Regions from separate parts of the Capra hircus genome. Here region 1 is linked to region 2. The links are chromatin contacts, called in public Hi-C maps. All regions are on one chromosome and are shown on one strand. Each heading gives the region's core, a stretch centred on a gene start, on an enhancer-like site or on the middle of the called end of the contact. The rest is flanking DNA. Distances are from core to core; before and after follow the strand shown.

Evidence for each region. A called contact is a pair of places that touch in the nucleus more often than the background predicts.
Region 1: a contact with region 2 is called in a Hi-C map of liver, with 7 times the contacts expected there. The contact joins the promoter of NPBWR1 here to the enhancer-like site in region 2. A contact is called at or near these places in 3 of 5 Hi-C or Micro-C datasets (blood and liver).

Annotation. Positions count from the first base shown.
Region 1 is chr14:60,446,097-60,449,034 of ARS1.2, forward strand. NPBWR1 (neuropeptides B/W receptor type 1) reads right to left here and starts at 1,620. Exons shown (of 1, transcript XM_018058126.1): 1 at 625-1,620. The coding sequence starts at 1,620. The coding sequence ends at 625.
Region 2 is chr14:60,029,316-60,032,072 of ARS1.2, forward strand. No RefSeq gene overlaps it. Among named protein-coding and RNA genes, the nearest start is that of MRPL15, 10 kb to the right of the region's middle. Within about 2 kb of position 1,261, at least 1 of the 5 cell types and tissues checked has an H3K27ac peak or open chromatin away from gene starts, as enhancers often do.

The sequences.
Region 1 (2,938 bases), core at 370-2,869, 420 kb after region 2:
TGCTCTGTGTCCCCCGCGAAGCCCTGGGCGGCCTCAGCCTCTCTCCAGCTCGGCGAGGTGGGAGCGTCCGCGCACACCCGTACCCTCTTCCCCCGCGGTGAGAGCGAGCGCAAAAGCGCCAGGGGCCCGTGCCAGGGTGCTCTCCAGCTGGAGCAGCGCAGACGGTCGCTGCTGGAAATCCGAGAAGCCTTGCGTGGAGCCGACGCCAGGGCGCCCGCAGCATCCTTGGGCCTCTCCCCTGACGGCGCCGAGGGCTCCTCCTAGATCCGGGCTGCGCTCGGCTGGGGCGGGAAGCTAGAGGGGAATGGGAATAGGGTCTCAGCATCACGACCCCCTTCCTCCTCTCCTGTGTCAAGCTTAGGGGTTGCCTCGGTGCCCTTTGGCATTAGGCAGCCGTCTGTGCGCTGTCAGCCACAGCAGTCCCCAAGCTCCGCGCGCTCCCGCAGCACCCCGAGGCCTCGGCAAATTCATATTGCGCGCGCAGCCACAGAGCTTCCGAGGCCGGAGGTCCCGGGACAGGCCCAAGAATCCGCATCTCTAGCAAGCTGGGAGAGGGGTTGCGGGGCTGGCGCGGGTCGGGAACCACCCTGAGAGACCCCGAACGCCGGCTCCTCTCTGTCGGGCTCAGGAGGCGGCGCGGCATGCCAGCAGCTGGCGGAGGCTCCGGCGGAAGCTGTCGTCCAGGAAGGCGTAGAGGAAAGGGTTGAGGCAGCTGTTGGCGTAGCTCAGGCTGGTGATGAAGTAGGACACGGCGATGACCAGCGGCGTCTGCGGGAGGTCGGTGGTGAGCGCCACCACGGTGCTCAGGTGGTAGGGCGTCCAGCAGAGGAGGCACACGGCCAGGATGGTCACTACAAGGACGGTCACCCGCTTCTTGGCGCGGTCCAGGGCCTTGGCGTGGCTGTCGAGGCGTATGGCGCGCAGCCGGCACAGCAGCGAGGTGTAGAGGACGCAGATGGTGGACACTGGGATGGCGAAGCCGAGCACCAGCGTGTACAGGCGGCTCGCGCGCCACCACAAGGCCTCGGGCTGCGGGAAGACCAGCACGCACTGGCGCCGGCCCTGCTCCTCGTCGAGCCGCGCGAACACCGCGAAGGGCAGCACCACCAGGGTCGCGACCCCCCAGACGGCCAGGCTCACCGCGCGCGCGGCGCCGTACGTGCGGCCGGCCACCCGGCGCGACTCGGCGGTGGCCAGCACCACCAGGTAGCGGTCGGCGCTCATGACCGTGAGGAAATAGAGGCTGGAGAAGGTGTTGTACTGGTCGACGGCCACGACGAGCTTGCATAGGAGTTCCCCGAAGGGCCAGCGCTGCAGCAGAAAGTCAGCGATGTTGACAGGCAGCACGAGCGTGAAGAGCTCGTCGGCCACGGCCAGGTTGAGGATGAACAGGTTGGTGACGGTCTTCCTGCGCGGCGCCCGCAGGAGCACGAACAGCACCGCCGAGTTGCCCGCCAGTCCCACGGCGCAGATCACCGCGTACACAACGGGCACGGCCACGGCCAGCGGCGGCGGCAGCGGCTGCGGCGGCCCGGACGCGTTGGGGCAGACGAGCGTGGGTGCGGGCGCCGGGCACGACGTGTTGGCGCGGTCCGGCCCCCAGTACGACGCGTTGTGCATCCTGGAGAGGACAGAGACTCAGTCTTCGCCGCCGCTGCCCCGCGGGGGCTCTGCGGTCCCGGGGACCCGACCCGCGCTCCGAGCTAGTCTCCGGCCTTCCAGGGGAGGCCCGTTCCCGCCGCCCTCTCCGCGCACCAGCGCCGCGGGGCTGCGAGGCGGAATGGACGGAGGGCACCCGCGCAGCTCTGCGGAGAAGAGCAGTTCCGAAGGGAGGGGGCGGCCGGCTCCCAACCTGCACCACGTGATCGCTCTCGGCCACCTGTTGAAATCTTCCTCTGACCCGTTGGCTACATCAAGGAAGTGCTAGAGAGAAGAGTCCTTACCTTTTACAGGAAAAACACAAACCCACTTCCCCTACCTGAGCTCCCACCCCGCCCCCGGAGGTCCGAGTCAGCCCAGAGAGTCCTGCAGAGGCCAGCTTGCGTCCCACGAGGTTCCGTGCGCCCCGGGGAGCAGCGCGCCCAACGACAGCCGCTGGCTCACCCGGCCGATGCGGGGACCGGGTCTGCGTCTCCGCGAGCTGGCCGGAGAGGCAGCGGCAGCGCGGGCGGGCTGCGCGCCCCCTCCCGGTGTGAACCCCGAGGCGTCCGCCGGAGCCTCCGCGGGTCCCGCCTCGCGCCTGGCAGCCGTGGGCTGGTGCAACCCAGACTGCGTTCCCTGGAGATCAGACCGCCGCCCCTAGCGCTCAACCTCAAGCAGAATAGGTCTCGAACCGAGAATCGCATTACCCGAAACTTAAGGAATCACTTTCTTCCTTCCAGGAGTGTGACCTCACTCTGTTTGAATTAATGAAAAACTCTTCTGTTAAGACTTAAATGAAAGAAAAGCAAAGTTAGAGTCTGTTTTAAAAGGAGAGCAATGTAGTCGAGGCTCCCATTCCAGTTTTTTTTTTTTTTACACTCTACCCCCAATTTATTGTTGTTTAGTCGCTAAATCGGGCGGACTCAGTGCGACCCCATAACTGTAGCCGCCAGGCTCCTCTGTCCATGGGATTCTCCAGGCAAGAATACTGGAGTGGGTTGCCATTCGCTCCTCCAGGGGATCTTCCCGACCCAAGGATGGAACCTGGGTCTCCAGCAATGGCAGGTGGATTCTTTACCACTGAGTCCTCTGGGAGGCCCCGTAAAATAAAAAAATATATTGAATGCTACAGAAAATGCTCACCGCAGTTTTAGAAAGCTACATTTAAAGCAGTAAACAAAACATTTAAGAAACACAAAAAAATTTAAACATTTTCTAAAAGTTTTTAAAAAAATTCCTGTTTTCTTCCTCCACCATCCTTTGGGAGAGCCAGCAAATTCCAGCTCAGGAGTCTGTC
Region 2 (2,757 bases), core at 11-2,510:
AGTGGATGACAGACGTCTTATCCCAACCCACTTAACCCACCAGGTTTTGCCTTTTGGTCTCAAAAAGATTTATTCTTTGAAAGATGCAAGCGTCTAGAGCTCACTAAAACAAACAGAAAAACTTCCTCTTTAAAAACCTTTTAAAATGCTTTCAATGTGAAAGTAATTATTTAAAAAATGCAACCTCATAAAACCTAGACTAGTAGCATTCAAATTTATTTACGAGATAAGAGATCAGAAGGCAAAACCTAGTATTTCTTGATGTCTTCCAACAGTACCCAGGTTATTTTGTACTTCACAAGGAACTTAAATCCTGAGCCAGAAATGCTGACAACTGCTCTGCACAGTAAATGTGTTTCCCATTTCGCGTCTGGGGAAACTCAAGTGTCAATACATCCTCTGTGGTGACCAGCACGGAGCAGCATGGGTTAGAAGGTCAAGTGCAGTCTGATCTCTGCCCTTTGGCCAAGTGAGCAGGTCAGGAAGATCCCCTGGTGAAGTGAATGACTAAGTAACATATTTATATAAAAGAAATTAAAATCACTTTGATGCTTATAAAACCAAAAGATATACACAGGGCTTCCCCAGAACCTCAGAGGTAAAGAATCTGTCTGCAATTCAGGAGATGAAGGTTCGATCCCTGGGTCAGGAAGATACCCTGGAGAAGGAGATGGCAACCCACTCCAGTATTCTTGCTTGGAAAATCCCATGGACAGAGGAGCCTCGTGGGCTACAGTCCAAGGCATTGCAAGAGTTGGACCTGACTGAGTGACTGAACAATAAACAATCACATAAGAGGTGGGCCACGTTAGATGCTTAATTCATGAACACTTAAGAGGCACTTCTGTGCCAGGCGCAGTGGGAAGTGCTTCACACGCTGATTTCTCTCAGTTCCCATCATCACCGGATATGTTAGGCTCTGTCATTATCCCGCATTTTTCAGATGGTGAAGTGGAGGCTCAGAGAGATTAAGCAGCGGTCACATAACTAGCACTAGATTCTGAGCCCAGGAAAATTCTCCTGACCAGTTTGCACACTGGCCTCCACGCCTGGAGCCTCTGCCCAGGTGACCGGGTGAGTCTCCTGCCCAGGTAACCCAGTGAGTCCCTGGCCACAGAAGGGGACAGAAGGAGGGGGTGCTGCAGTTAGAGGATGCGCCCCGGGTCAGCTGGCTTCCATGAAAGCCTAGATCAGCACCGAGGCTCACAGACGTAAGGCTGCGCCATGCACGCCATAGCCAATCCCCCGACACAGCACAGGGTCTACGCTCACTGACGCCAGGGAGTGCGCTTTGCTCTGACACATACTCAGGGGCTGCAGTCGGACGCTTGCTCTGCCACTGCAGTCTACCCGCAACCCGAAGGACAAAGGGGCATTAAAAGAGGAAAAGGGGAAAGCCCTGACGCGCCAGTGGTTAGGACTCCACGCTCTCACTGCCAAGGGGTGTGGGTTCGACCTCTGGTCGGGGAACTAAGAACCCCCATGCCAAGAGGCATGGCCAAAGAAAAGGAAAATAAGCCAAAGCAATCCACAGTAATTACTTTCAGGCACTAAAAGATCTTCTCTAACCCATATAACTGAAGACTTCTCTGCAGACACGCACAGGCCACGTCCGGTGAGAACAGGCTTAAGTCACACCAGGCAGGACTGGGATGTAGACGGAGGGCATGTGGCTTTCCTACTTAGATCTGCTGCCTTGGAAATGACCTGGCACAGGGCACTGTTACATAACGCGGCTCCAGTCTCTGTGCTGACCCGGATGAGAGCAGAGTGGACAGACTCTGTGGAACGTGCCTGCGCTGGCTGAGAATGAGCTGCAGGACTACGAGATTAAGGCCAGGATACAGCTGTTTGTGACTAAGCCCCTCGCCCCGAGCAAGTGCTCCGCAGCATGACGCATCACCGGGCACCTGTTTCCTGTTTTCATTCTTCCCTTTATCGTTCTCTCCTGACTTCCCTCCACCTGGAGGGCCCGCGACCACCAGCTTCAGCAAGTCTGGTGTCTGCCCGCCTCCTCCTCCACTCTCACTGTGGCTCCGGGTAGCTGAGTCATTTACTGGGTGCAGGGGACACTCTAAGGGCCTCTTGAGTACTTCCTGGGGCTGGAAGCTGAGATCCCATCGTCCACTTGCCCGTGATTACCTCCTCCCTTCACGTCTCCTGAAGAACTGCCTGTTGGGGCCCCTCCAACACGGCTGTGAACTGAATCACAAGCCAAGCTCCGGCAGCACAGCCAGGGGGTGGGGGTGGGTGGTGGTAGTAGCCCACCTACAGCGAGGTCCACTCTGCAGAGACAAGTGGTCCACTCCAGATGGACACAGGACAGGATGTGCTTAAATGTAAGGAAGTTCATTTCTGCACAAAAGGTTGAGGTCATAGAAGCCTTCCTCAGCCCAAGACAACTCAGTCATCATGGTATTTGAGCCTGTGCTACAAACAGTAGGTATCACTACACTTCAGCCAGGCAGGCGAAGGGACTTATCTAATGCACCCTGTGTGAACGGCTTGTTAGTCACTCAGTCCTGTCCGACTCTGCGATCCCATGACCCCAAGTTTGGTCAATACCAGTATCCGGCCAGGCTCCTCTGTCCATGGGATTCTACAGGCAAGAGCACTGGAGCAGGGTGCCATTTCCTTCTCCAGATCTTCCTGACCCAGGGATTGAACCCAGGTCTCCTCATTACAGGTGAACTCTTCACCATCTGAGCCACCAGGGAGGCCTATATGAATAGCTTAGTGAAGAATAAGAGTAGACAT